Linked DNA regions of Ovis aries: region 1 is linked to region 2. A link is a contact called in public Hi-C data. All regions are on one chromosome and are shown on one strand. Each heading gives the region's core, a stretch centred on a gene start, on an enhancer-like site or on the middle of the called end of the contact. The rest is flanking DNA. Distances are from core to core; before and after follow the strand shown.

Region 1 (7,093 bases), core at 3,042-5,541, 170 kb after region 2:
CTCAGTGAAAGGGATACATAGGCTATTTTTGTCCATGACCGTCTGTCCTCCCCTGAACTCTTTGTGGAACTGCACAGAACTCGCCCACAAACGCCCATACAGACGCTGGACAATACAACACAAGCCCAGGCACCTGCCATCAAACGGGGACTTCTGTTTAGGGGATTAGAGGGTCCCAACACATTTCATAGACAGACAAACACAAAGACACCCAGACACAGGCACCATATACTCTGGAGACCTCATTGTTCTCTGAACTGAACACAGCCTTTGTACAGCGTTCTCCAGCACCGGGCAAGGCACTTTCCTGCTCATTGTTGGAACTGACAGACATCGGGGCACAGGTCCTCACATGGGCGGACCCACATACCGGGACACAGGCGGGCACTTGCGTCTGTAGACAGCCCTCTGAGACTGAAATCCCAGCGGTTCAGCAAAAGGTGTGAGCTTGCTGCAGGTGGCAGGAAGATGGGATGGGGACGGGGAAGCAGGCTCACCAGGCCCCTCTCAGGCTGCAATCAAAGCTGCTTCCCCGGGGGCTGCAACTCCAGGGAGGGGAAACCGTCAGGGCAGCTCGGTCAACCTTCCTTCTCCAAGCTGGGACCAAGAGCAATGGAGGGATGTCACTAAAGATTCTCACTTCCCCCTCAGGACCTCCCATGGGGTGAGGGGGTGTTCCTGGCCAGTGGGGTTAAGGCGCCTGTCACTAGCTAATCAAGTAGAAGGTTCAAGATTTGGCCTCTCTTCTGTAGCCCAGATGCCTGACAACGACCCCCCCCCCCCCGCAAAAAAATATTCTTATCCCCAGTCACAACAAATGCACCTACAAACAGAATCCCGGCTTCCACTTAGGGCTCCTGACAGGTTGGCAAGAGCCCCTCCCACACTCTGGTCTTTAGAACCGGCATCCCCACTCCCTCTTGTTCCCGAGGGAAGGCCCCTCCCCTCTGCTCCCCGCTGTCTCCTGCTTGGGCGAGCCAGCAGGGTCTGGCACCCTGGACGGACTCTATCCCTTCCAGGGCCAGGGTGTGCAGTGGTCTCCGAGGCTTACCGGCTGCTCTCCACCTCTCCGTGCGCTGCCGTCGGGTTGCAACCCCCTCTCCAGACTGGATGTCGCGGAGCCAGGACGACAGCCCAAGAGCGCTCCCCACATCTGTTGCTGCGACTGTGGGGGAAGATGGTAGAGAGGCAGAGAAAGGGACCGGTAAGTTGTGGATTCCCCTGACCCTGAGGTCCCGCTTCAGTTTTCTCTTTCGCATCTGTCTCCCCGCACCTCTCATCGGCTGCAGATTGAAGAGTCCTCCCTGGCTGCGGGGCTTTGCGCAGCCTCTCCCACCTCCCGCATCGTCTACATTTGTTAAAGCCGTAGAGATTCTTCCCCTGGTCACAAAGAGGCGCCCCCACGCCCACCGCCCTAGACTTGGCTCTTTCTAGTTCACCGCACTCCCCAAACCCACATTTCCCCTACCTCTACACATCTGCAGGCATGATCACTATTCTTAATTATGCAGCCTCCTCCCCCCGTTCAAACATGTTGGCACAGACACAGACCCTCACACCGTCCACACAGTTGCTCCTCAATATTAGAATTACCCATCATCATGTAATAATCGCGCCAGTGTGTTGAGCTCTCGCTACGTTCACGCACATTTTCACTCGCCGGTGAGTGTTCACACCCGGGACACTCACCATTCCCCTCCGCCTGCACGCACACACATTCATGCGCACTCACCCTCACGCCCGAGTCCCGCCAGGGCCCGTTAGCTTTGCTGCTAATTGAATGCGAGCCTCTTTTACGCCCCGCAACACGTGAGACAAATCATCTTTGAGGAATTGGGGGAAGGAAAGGCGCACGCCTGAAGTGGGGGAGGCGTGTCTTTGCCTTAAAACTCTTTCTGCAAAGGCAGGCGGTGGTGCCGACGGACCTCGCCCGGGACTGTCTGAGCCGCGCGCCGCCCGGCTCGCGCGGACCCTTCCTTCCCGCACCCTCGCTGCTAACCGCCTCCTCCCCGAAGCCACGTTCAACACGATGCATAATTGATAGTGTTAGCAGAGCGCCTCACCCTCCCTGCTATTTTTGCCTGGATCCGGGCAGCTACAAGCCCCTGTCTTCCCCGCCCCCTCCCCACCCCCAACAGCCCAACCCGTAGACTAGAACGCACCGCCCTACTGGGCGCGCGGAGAAGCGACGCTCCCCTCCCCAGCCCACCACCGCCCCATCCCAGCCTCCTCAGCTGGACTGCGTACGTCTTGTCTTTTGTGGCTAACCCAGCGCTTGAAGCCCACCGCCCAGCGTATGGGACCGTGCGTATCGCCGAGTGTGGCAGGGCGCGTGGGTACCAGCCTGCGCTCCCACGAACCCCAGCGCCTCGCCCTCTGGTCTTGCTAGCTTGGGGCTCCGAGGCTGCAGCAGACGGTGGGATGGAGAGGCATGGTTACAAAACGTCTGCTCCTTTTGAGCACTGTGCGTTGGGGATGTAAAGCTTGAGCATCTCTCTCCCTCCTCCGCCCCCACCAACGTCTTCACGGTCTAACCAGCAAACACACCATCAGCCACCCCACCCCCCCAACACACACACACACTATCCCTGACAGCCTCCGCAGCCCCGATACCGCCCTACTGTCTCACACCCTCACACAACAGTCGGCCTCAGCAGACTCGAATATATGCTCTTCCTGTCTCTGGCGAAACTCCGACATTTCTTCTAGCGACAAGAAACTGGAGGCTCAGGGATGTCCATGCATTTGTATAGATCTCGACTTCTGTTCCCCCCGTGCCCGTGACAGCCCTGGAGACAGAGTTGCTGACCAGCATCGGAAAGGGGGTTGCAGGCTGTGAACATGCAGAGCCCCGTTCCTCGGTTTCCCGTAGACACTGAGCACTCTGGGGGCTCTTGGCCCCTGAGCCCTCACTCCGGCCAAGGTGGTCTCTGGAGGTGGGTCGGTTTGGGGCTTCTGAGATCAATCTTCTTATTTGAATTCGAGCATTTTAATGAGCTGAGTAGGTGGGGGAGAGCGACGGGTGAGGAGGGCTGCATCTAAAGAGATCACCCCACCAGGGTTTCCGAGGAGGCTTTGTAAATTAAATATGAACAGACTGCTCCATGCATACTCCGCATCCTTTCCTCTCGCCTATTCCTGCGGTCGCTACAGGCAGCCCTGATGGGACCAGCGCATCTCATTAACCCAGAATTCAGAACCCTGAACTTCACTCCACTTGCCTGTGTCTGTAACCCCTACAGACGCCTCCGGGGAAGGCGATGGGGGCACCCAGAGGGAGAAGGTGTCTTCGAGGAGGGAGGAGGGGTAAGGGGCAGCAGGAGCAGGTCCCTAGTTCAGGAGTGAGTGGGGGGTGGTGGCTGGCTAGGTGGGGGAATGGCGCCGGCCAGCAGGCCTGGCACAGCTTCTTTGTCTGCACAGCAAGGGAGGTTTCCTGGATGTACAGTCTGAGCGTCTTGGGAATCTTGAAGGGCAATTTCAGGAGCCTTGGTCGAATAAGAGGGATCTGGGGAGACGGGGCCCTGCAGCCAGGTTGGAGAATAGAGTCCTGGATGGGGGGTCCTGGAGACTTTCTTTGGCAGGGGGAGGGGTGCCTGGCTTAAAGGCAGTGACCTAGACTCAGGCTTGGAAGCAGGTGACTTGTGGACCAGTTTTCACTCCCTCCCCCCGTTTTGGTTCTTTTTGCCTTGGGCTAGGAAGCTTAAGGGGAGGCAGGGATGGAGTAACTCGGAAGGGTTGAGGACTGAAAGATAGAAGCCGGGGAATGGAAGGAAAAATGACCTCTCTCTCTTTCCGCAGAAGAACTTCCCTCTACCGCGGGGACTCGCCCCACCTGGGGACCTCTGGGGCCCGCGAGCCAAGAAAGACCCCCTTCCTTGTTCTTTTGCCAGGGATGCAGAAGCCAGGGGAATTTGGCAGGGAGACAGGGCTCCAGGCGCCTGGAGGGGGGCTAAGGGCGCAGTAGCCACCCAGGAGAGGGAGTCAATTCCCGCGGACCCTCGCAGCTCCCACCCACTCTCCTGCAAGCGCTTTTGTTCCCCGAGCCTGCCTTGGGAGAAAAGACAACCCTTACCCCCGCCTTGAACCCTGAAGAGTTCAGTGCCCGCCCGGGCAGGGCTGGCGCCCGAGTCGCCCCGGGGCAGAGTCCGCCGAGGTCTCGGTTGGGAGCTACGATTCCAGACTCAGCCTCCGAGCTCCTCTTGGAGAAGGCTGTGCGTATCTCCACCGGCGCCGCCAGGCGCGCAGGAGCCAGCCTCTCTAATGTTGGTAATGTGGATGATGGTACAGTTACTGAAGGGCTGGAGAACCGGGAGCGAAGATACCACCCCCACCTCCGCCTACGTCTTTTACGGTTAAAGAAACAGACACTTAATTAGGTGCGTGGAAATAGGGGAGAGAAGCGGTACAAGTTTCCAAGACGCCAGCGTGAACGGCCCAGGTTTGAAATCTGCAGAATCTAGGCTAAGGTTTTTGGACCAGGCTGCGGTGCCGACCCTAGATAACCCAGAGAGGGTAACTCGAGCTCTGGGCAGCTTTTTGTGGACTTTTAACTGTGACCTTGCCGACCCTCACGGTTCCGAGGGTAGGGTGACTTGAGACCCCCTGGATCCCGGCACTAAGCTACCCGGATTCTGTCTATTCAAAGCTCGAGCCCAGCCCTGGTTCGCGCGCGCCCCCTGCTGGAAACCGCCTGCCAGGCTCAGAGGCGCGGGGCAGCGGCTGGGGTACCTTGGGCCGGGAGGTTCTGAGGCTCGAACCTGGGCCGGGACCGAAGCCTGCGCGGCTCCCGGTTCTGCATCCCGCGGTGCGACATTCCGAAGTGGGACATGCTAACCCAAGCACCAAAGCTTTCGTCCCCATGCCCACCACTCAGTGGACGTCCCAGGAATCCACAGCCTCTTCACCCGCCCCCTCGCCCCCCCCCCCCCGCACAACACAGGCACAGTCCCCACTTTGCACCCCGCTGTTTCCCACGCCCAGGGCACAATTGGCACCCTCTGGATATTCGGTGAGCAACGAAGAAGTTTAGTTCTCCTGGGATGAAGCCACCCTGTACTCCTCCCCTACCTTCCCTGTGCAGGCTAAGTGCTTTCTCTTTGAGTCCAGTACCCAGGCTTAGACTGGAGAAGAGAATGGCAACCCACTCCAGTACCCTTGCCTGGAAAAATCCCAAGGATGGAGGAGCCTGGTAGGCTACAGTCCATGGGTCGCAAAGAGTCGGACACGACTTAACAACTAACACACACACACGCCTAGAAGGCCAACCTTAGGTCTTCTGATTTTGCCAGACCTATAAAATGCCTGTATCTGAAAAAGAAAATCTCTCTCAGGCTCTAAGAAGGAAATAGAAAACTGCAGAGTTGGAAGTAGTAGACGTTTGATGGAATTTTTGGGACATATAACACTGTGCAGACCATTCCACCGCAACTGCACGCAGAGGTGAACACGCCCTTGTATTTATTTACTGCCTTCCTAAAGAAAAGCTCAATGCTTTTTAAAGGAAAAGAACAAAAATCCAAACTTCCATAATGGGCAGTGTCCAATCAAAACTTACTGTACATGTAAAGAAGGTGGATATAGGACCCATAACTAAGAGAAAAAAATAAGTCAACAGAAATAGAAACCACAGAGATGATGGAATTAGCAGACAATGACTTGGAAATCATGCCCTTGTATTTAATGTGACAGGCAGGCGATTTAATGAAAGAACAAGGGTCTCTGAGAGTAAGAAAGACAGAACCCAGAAGGGCATCAAGTATCTGCAGCGTAGCAGCCTATTCAGGAGACCCTTCCCACTTGCCCTCCAGCCAAAATCTCTTAAACACACAGCTTCCCACCTTTCAGCTTCTGTAGTCCTTGCTTATAAAGTCACACCACCACCACCCCCAGCCTGTCCCCAACCTTGGCTCAGATGATAAAGAATCTGCTGGTAATGCAGGAGACCTGGGTTTAATCTCCCTGACCTGCGTCAGGAAGATCCCCTGGAGAATGCATGGCAACCCACTCCAGTATTCTTGCCTGGAGAGTTCCATGGACAGAGAAGCCTGGTGGGCTACAGTCCTTGGGGTCCAACAAAGAGTTGGACACAACTGAGCGACTAACACGCTTCAGTCCCAACTTGCATCTCTCCTTCTCCTCATACACACTCTACATAGTGGTTAGGAGGGAAGGTGCTATCATCTGACTTCACCATGTATGTACTGTGTGACCTTGGCCAAGTTACTTAACCTCTCTGTGTGGAGTGGGGGGAGTGGAGTGGAGGGTATAAATAAGAATAACTTTTTATTGGGTTGCTGTGAGGATTAAATGAGTCAATGCATGCAAAACACTGGCACTTAGGTGGTGCTCAGAAATGAGCTATTCCTCCCCTCCCAACAATAGCTAGAATGAATATCATTATTATCCTATAGCACTGGGTACAGGGATGATGAGATGTGCCACTGAGCATGCTCCTATATGCTTGTGTACTTCTCTCCAATAGGAAGAAGGGCCTTGGCCCTCCCCCCAAAATCTCTCTTCACTCCTCCTGTACCTCCCACACACCATGGCATAGGTAAAAATCAGAATTGCTATTATTATTATTTGTAAAATCTTCTAATCTCAGATGCTTAAACCCAGGTTCTCATATTTGCAGCTGTCACCAGCATGCCTGTTTGGGAACAGAGACCTGCAGCTGCAGGCTTGGAGAAAGGTTTTTAATTAAAACCACAATCTGTTTAAGTATTTATTGGGCTCTGTGACTTTAATTATTTTCTAGGGAAAAACAGAAAAATCCACATTTGCATATGGGAAGACTGTTGATTTCAGAGGAAAGTAGCAACCTGTGGCAGTTTGCTGGAGGCAACTGGGAGGAATTTCCTGAATGGTTCAAATGAAGCTCGACATTATTAATAAGCTGGAATCCAGTTCATGACCTTCCTCCCAGTGCTTTCATGAAATTAGCTTAACTTGCTGGCAAGGCGCTTTATTGCCATCAAAATTAACGACAGCTTTTCCAGTGGCATCTCATGTAATTATCTGAGTCTGTGCTTGTCTCACCAAAGATAGGAAACTCCCACCTGGAAGACACAACACGCCTGCCTGGGCAACATGC
Region 2 (6,699 bases), core at 62-2,561:
CTCAGGGTGTCTAGGGAGCGAGCAGGGAATGCTTACAAGTTGTTTGGAATTTGGAGAGTTAGCATGTTTGGGATGGCTTTAAAAAAATTATTTATTTATTGGTCTGTGTGGGTCTTAGTTGTAACATGTGAGATCTAGTTCTCTGACTAGAAATTGAACAGAGGTCCCCTGTATTGAGAACTCAGAGTCTTAGCCACTGGACCAGCAGGGAAGTCCCCTGGGATGACTCTTAATATCTCATTCTTCACCCTCACTCAAAAGCCTACCTCTTCCAAAGAAGGCTCCCTAGGCTGTTCAGAAGGGAGGTGAAGGCTTTCTTTAGCTCTGCCCAGGACTAACTCTGGACTCAAGGTCACACTCACAAAGGCCCTGACCCGGGTGGGTCCACTCAGGACTGGCACTTTGCACCTCTTGGACAGAATGGAACTTGAAAAGCCTGTGTCAAAATCAGGTGTCTTGAATGAAGGGAGGCAGAACTGACTGCCCTGAAGGCAGATCCAAGGGCACACTAGGGCACACCAGGACACACCAGGGCACACTAGGGCACACCAGGGTTCACTAGAGCAAGCACGGCCAGTAAGGGAAGAGGGGTGTGGGGTTGGGACAGGCAGGCCCAGGGCGGCAGGGAGCATCAGCGGTATCCTCCTGGAAGAGGGGGCACAGACCCTGTTCTCCTCCACTCCCTTCTCTGTTCCCAAGGTGATCCTTTCTCCAGCAAATGTTCAATTTCCTATTAGGCTCTGGAGGAAATCAGTGGCAGAATCGTTTCTGGGCTCTGGGGAGTGTGCTCAAGACCAGACACAGATTAATGACTCCTGGAATCAGGTGGTGCTGAGAGGCTCCTAGTCCAGATATAGGGGCTGAGAGCCGAGGGACACAGTCAATCGTGAGCCCACCGCTGTCCGCCAGGCTCCGCTTCTGCTGACCGCTCCCTGACGGCATATCCAGGAGTCACACACCCGTGACGGTGCCACGGCCACCCAGATGTGTGCTAGTGCAGTGAGGTGTCTTTCCACATTCTGCGGCTGTGTCTACAGTGTGCACATTGCCGTCTTTGCCCACTGCCGTGCTCCGTGGCTGTGCCTTCCTCTACGCCGGCTGTGTGATATCATTGTGTGGCTTGGGTCTATTGCTGTGCAACGACGCTCCACAGCCCCCTGGCCGTGGCCTATAGCTTGTCATTGTGTCTCTCGGTCACATGGCTCACTGATTGCTGTGTAATTTTGTTTGGTTGCTATGGAACCCATTGCTACATGCGCCCTGTCACAGAGCTGTGCACAGTTGCTACCCACCCACGGTCTAGTCCTTGTTCCTGGGCTCTGCTGGCTGCATGAATGCTTGTCTGGCTCCTGCGCTGGTCCTTCGAGGCTCTGGCTAAATGCTTGGAACTGGAGCTGGGGGCTGAGTCTCGGACTCAACCAAAGCAGAGGTGGGAATAATCAGCATGGTATATCTGTGCTGATAAGAGACAGAGAGAGACAGAACAATGATGCACTGGAGGACGGAGGCTGGGCTGGAGGGTAAAGGGAATGGAGCCAAAAGTTAGCATAGAATAGGCTGGAAGCTGGGCCTGGGACAGGATGAATGGGAAAGAGAGACAGGCAGGCCTGTTGCCTGAGTACTCTGAGTGTCTGAGGGATCCAGTGGCGTCAGGGTGGCCAAAGGGCCCAGGGCTGGATGTGTGGGCCTCTGCAGCCATCTGCTGTTCACTCAGCTGTGTGCAGGACACCCTGGGGTGGTGGAGTCAGAAAGCCTCGGGCAAGGGTCGTCCCACGGCTGGGCTTCCTCACTGACATCCTTTGCAAAATTAGGAGACTGTCCTGGATATTCTCTCTAAGGTTCTTTCTGATGCCCTTGTCCAGCTAGGAATTCTCTCACACGGTCCCAAAGCATTTACCTACATCTGTGTGGAACCAGGTCTGCCCTGGGCCCTGGAGCTCAGAGATGAGGAAGCCAAAGTGCTCTTAGTTCAAGTCCTGGAAGGTGGTGGCTGAGGGTACAGAATTCAACAGGAAGCTAGGGCGAGAAGCCAGTGCTTGAGACCTTGCCACATACCCAGCAAGGGGGAGGATAGAGGACTGAGTCCACCAACGAGGGTGCTGCGGTGATACCCAGAGAGGGCACGCTGGAATTAGTTCTCCATATAGGCCCAGCTCACAACACCTCTGACAGGGTACAGGGCAGCCCTGAGCCCCCTTGTTCATACTCAGAGCCTCCTCACATCCTGCCTTAGTGCCCTCGGGCCACTTATTTCCCCCCCTACCCCCTGTCAGTCATGATATTTATTCAACCCCTCGCTCAAAAAGGGTTCCTCCTGGTGGCTAGCTTTGACTTCTCAAGTGCAATATGGACTCATCTCCACAGCTTAATGCTTTAGAGAGGGTCAAGACTAGCTGGCCACTATCCAAGTTATTATCCTTCAAGTATTAGGGGACATTAAATATATATATAAATAAAATGTTTAAATTTGCCCACCGATTGGATCCATCCTATATGTAAAGGCCCTTTCCCCTCAGCTCTGATTTTTTTTTCACCTTCTTACCCCCATCATTGCCATTAACACCAATGCATTTTGTATGCAGTATGAGAAGTCCAGCTCAGCTCATTCCAACACTTTCTATTAATAAGTCATACCCTCCCCAACCAAACACAAAGACCATACTAAAATTATCTCTATCTTTGCGCACGGGGGCTAAGTTGCTTCAGTCGTGTCCGACTCTTTGTGAGCCTATGGACCACAGACTACCAGGCTTCACTGTCCATGGGATTCCCCAGGCAAGAATACTGAAGTGGGTTGCCATTTCTTCTGCCAGGGGATCTTCCTGACTCCACGGATTAAATCCGTGTCTCTTATGTCTCCTATATCGCTAGTTCTTTACCACTAGCACCACCTGGGAAGCCCCCATCTCTATCTAATTTCTCTCAAATAATCCAGAGCCACTGACTCCAACTCAGACCTCGGATCCTCTGCCAAGCAGAAATGTTCACCAGACTCCAAACCAGAGAGGGCTGCCATGCACAGTACCCGGAGTGGGGCCCATACGGCTCCCTCCTTGGTCCTACTGGCCCAGCACCCAGTTCTACTCCCTGGGACAGTGTGAGGTCTGCATCCAGCAGTAAGCGGGGCCTCACTGGGTGATGACAGAGGCTTGGCTGGCTCAGCATCCCCGAGGAGACCCCCGGAGCTGGAGGGGTGAGGGGAGGAGAGTGCCCTGGAGGGGTGAGGTCTCTGCAGGGCGAGACCAGGGACGGAATGCCTTTGCCTTTCTCCTTCCTCCCAGTCTGCCTTTCCCCTCCTGTGGCGCCTTCCCTTTTCCTTTCTTCCCTGTTTCCCCTCCTCCTTTCTCCCCTGCACATCCTCTGCTCAGAGACACAAGAGGGGTGTCACGAGGCCAGGCTGTGGGGGCAGCAGGCATTGGATTATTCACACTACCCAAAGTCTCCAAAGTCAGGCCTGAATCTTTATTTTCAACCCAGCTGATGGGTGGGCTGGCAGGTCAGGCCTGAGAGTCGCTTTCCCAGGGGGCAGAGGTGAAAAGAGTGAATGTAGAAGATGGCCTGAGTGCTCTGGGTCTCCAGGGAGGGCGCCATTGGGGGTGGGCAGGGGCACTCCACGTGGGGGCATCCTGGCACACCCAGTGGACAGCTCCCTCCCTATTGGTCTGATGGGACGTGTTCCAGGAAGGGGCAGAAGTGCCAGGGGAAGATGCGGAGGCTGTCGGTGGCGAGGGGTAAGTCCTGGGAAGAGGAGGCCCAGGGCTCCCCTAGGGGCCGGTGGCCTCGGCTCGGGCCTTTCCTCAGTGTTTTCCAGAGCAGTGTTCCCCATGGGATGCTCTGGGGGAGAAGGGAAGAAGCCACGTGTGATTTCACCCATGGTGGCTGGGGCAGGACTTCAGTGGGGGCCCTGGACAGTGCTGTCTTTCCGGCGGCCAGTCTGGAGCTTTCCGCCTCAAGGGGCTGGGGCTGGGACTGGGCCATGACCCCTCATCCAAGGAAGCCATCATTTCAGCCACCTGCACCATCCCTCTCCCAGTGTCTGGTCAACAGGAAGCCAGACCAATTCCCGGGACTAAGGGCAGAGACTCTGTGACCCAAGACAGAGTCTCCTTTTCTCTGAGCCCCAGTTTCCTCTTTCGAAAGTTCAAACTCTCAGGGGCTTCCCATTACCCAGAGGGCGAGCTCCCAAGGAAGTTCTGTGTTGATGGCAGCTTGAGTCAGAGGAAGGAACCCGGCCTTACAAGTGTGGCAGGGGTTTGTTTGGGAAGAAATCCCTGGTGTGTGTGTGCTCAGTCGTGTCTGACTCTTTGCAACCCCCTGGACTGTAGCCCGTCAGGCTCCTCTGTCCATGGAATTTTCCAGGCAAGGATACTGGAGTGGGTTGCCATTTCCTCCTCCAGGGGAATCTTCCTGACCCAAGGATCAAACCCAGGTTTCCTGCCTTGCAAGCAGATTCTTTACCACTCCGCCACCTGGGAAGCACAAATGGGAGTTCCATTCAAAAGGAAAAGAGACTAGGTAAATGAAGAATTCACCCGTTTAGGGCGACTCACACACAGAAGGAGCCTAAAGGGAAGCTCCACTGGCCACCTAGGAGTGAACAGCCCACAGGTGGCTGGCAAGCCCCTTCCCCAGGCCCAATCCCCACTCTGGCCCTCCTAGCCTGGCTCAGAGGGGAGACATTCACCGTTTCTCGGGACACTTTGGGCACCTGAGACTTGGCCTCTGTTTCCTGCCAAGTGGATGTGATGGACCCAATCATGCAGCTCACCGTGGCCTTGGACCAGAACTCACGGATGACACCCAGCTTCTCATCTAAAATCTTGGGGTCCAGGACAGGCAGGCCTTTGCTGTAGTTTGGTGTCAAGTTTTCCGGCCTTTGTGGAGAGAAGGTGCAGAGACGTGGCTCTGTGACTTTTCTACCATAACCGTGCCATTCCACACCCCCAAGCCACTCCTATTCTTGGCTCAGGAGGCCTGCATGCCTGGCCCCTGTCTACCTCCGACCACCTGCCTCCTGCTCACTGCGCCCTAACCACACTGTCCTTGCCTTTCTTCCAACAAGGAAAACCCTGCCTGAAGCTCTTTCTCGCTTCAGGGCCTTTGCATCTGCTGTTCTCTCTACCTGGAGAGTCCCTTACGTCTTTACATGGCTATCCACTTCTCATCATTCAGGTCTCAGCCCAGATGGGCTCTTCTAAGAGAGGCCCTGCCTTGGAGATAGAGGCCCATCCCACCTAAAGTAACCCTTCCTCCAATACATTCTATCCACACTATCCCATTTTACTGTCTTCACAGTATTTACCAGAAAATTCACTTTCAAAAAATGTATTTACTTGTTGACTGTCTGCCTCCCTCCTCCACTCTCCACACTAGAATGCAAGTTACTAGTGAACAGGGACCCCATTTATCCCTAGTGTCTGCCTGATTGTAGGTACTCAAGAAGTATTTGTGGTTTTTTAGTATTTATTCTATTTATTTGGTGTGCTGGGTTTTAATTGTAGCACATGGGATCTTTGATCTTTGCTGCAGGGTGTGAGATCTTTAGTTGTGGAATGTGGGATATAGTTCTCTGACCAGGGATCACACCCAGCCTCCTGCATTGGGAGCAAGGAATCTTAGCCACTGGACCACCAGGGAAATCTAAGAAATATTTGTTGAAAGAATAAATAAATTGTGGCATCTGTGACTCCAACCCTTGGTGTAATAACAACAGATTTGAAAACCTCTCTGCTCCTTTGACACCCTTTGCTTTGTAGACTTGCTTTCCTTTCCATCTCCTCATCTCACCCTCTCATCTTCTCTTCTCTGATGGGCCTCTTTCTCCATCCATGTTGTTTTTCCTAATTCTCTTCTTCCTCCCTTGGCATGACTAATACTCTCATCTCTGCTTATCCAGAATTTAACCCCACTCAAATACCAGCCCCTCCAGGAAACCTTGAGAGTCCCTTGGACAGCGAGGAGATCCAAGTAGTCAATCTTAAAGGAAATCAACCCTGAATATTCATTGGCAGTGCTGAAACTGAAGCTCCAACACTTTGGCCAACTGAAGCAAAGAGCTGATTCATTGGAAAAGACCCTGTTGCTAGGAAAGATTGAGGGCAGGAGGAGAAGGGAGCAACAGAGGATGAGATGGTTGGATGGCATCACTGACTCAATGGACATGAGTCTGAGCAAACTCAGGGAGACAGTGAAGGACAGGGAAGCCTGCTATGCTGCAGTCCAAGAGGTTGTAAAGAGTTGGACATGACTTAGCAACTGAACAACAGCAACGACCAGCAACAACCCTTGATGGCCTCCACCCACACTTGCTCGAAGCTTTTCTGGCTTCTCCCAGCCCAGCAGCTGGCTTTTCTGCTCTCACAAGCATGTATGTTAAGTCAGTTGTGTCCAATTCTTTGCGATGCTATGGACTATAGCCCACCAGAGTCCTCAGTCCATGGGATCCTCCGGGCAAGAACACTGGGGTGGGTTGCCGTGCCCTCCTCCAGGGGATCTCCCCAACCCAGGGACTGAACCTGCATCTCTTGCACCTCCTGCACTGGCAGGCAGGTTCTTTACCACTGGCGCCACCTGGGAAGCTTTCTGCTCTCACATTTTCCTCCAATTCTAGGTTTATTTGCCACTTTTGTTTTTCTGGCAAAACTTTAAGTTGCTCAAGCTTAGGGATATGTCTCATTCTCCCTTTGGGGAGAGATTACT

What was found. A called contact is a pair of places that touch in the nucleus more often than the background predicts.
Region 1: a Hi-C map of hypothalamus shows a contact between it and region 2, with 4 times the contacts expected there. The contact joins the promoter of ISLR2 here to the enhancer-like site in region 2. A contact is called at or near these places in 4 of 16 Hi-C or Micro-C datasets (hypothalamus, skin fibroblasts and tail adipose tissue).

The regions. Positions count from the first base shown.
Region 1 is chr18:32,213,596-32,220,688 of ARS-UI_Ramb_v3.0, forward strand. It overlaps ISLR2 (immunoglobulin superfamily containing leucine rich repeat 2), which reads right to left and starts at 4,292. Exons shown (of 3, transcript XM_027957206.2): 1 at 4,073-4,292; 2 at 1,052-1,165.
Region 2 is chr18:32,043,705-32,050,403 of ARS-UI_Ramb_v3.0, forward strand. No RefSeq gene overlaps it. Among named protein-coding and RNA genes, the nearest start is that of CCDC33, 20 kb to the left of the region's middle. Within about 2 kb of position 1,312, at least 9 of the 54 cell types and tissues checked have an H3K27ac peak or open chromatin away from gene starts, as enhancers often do. A contact at or near this core is called in hypothalamus, where this site is marked.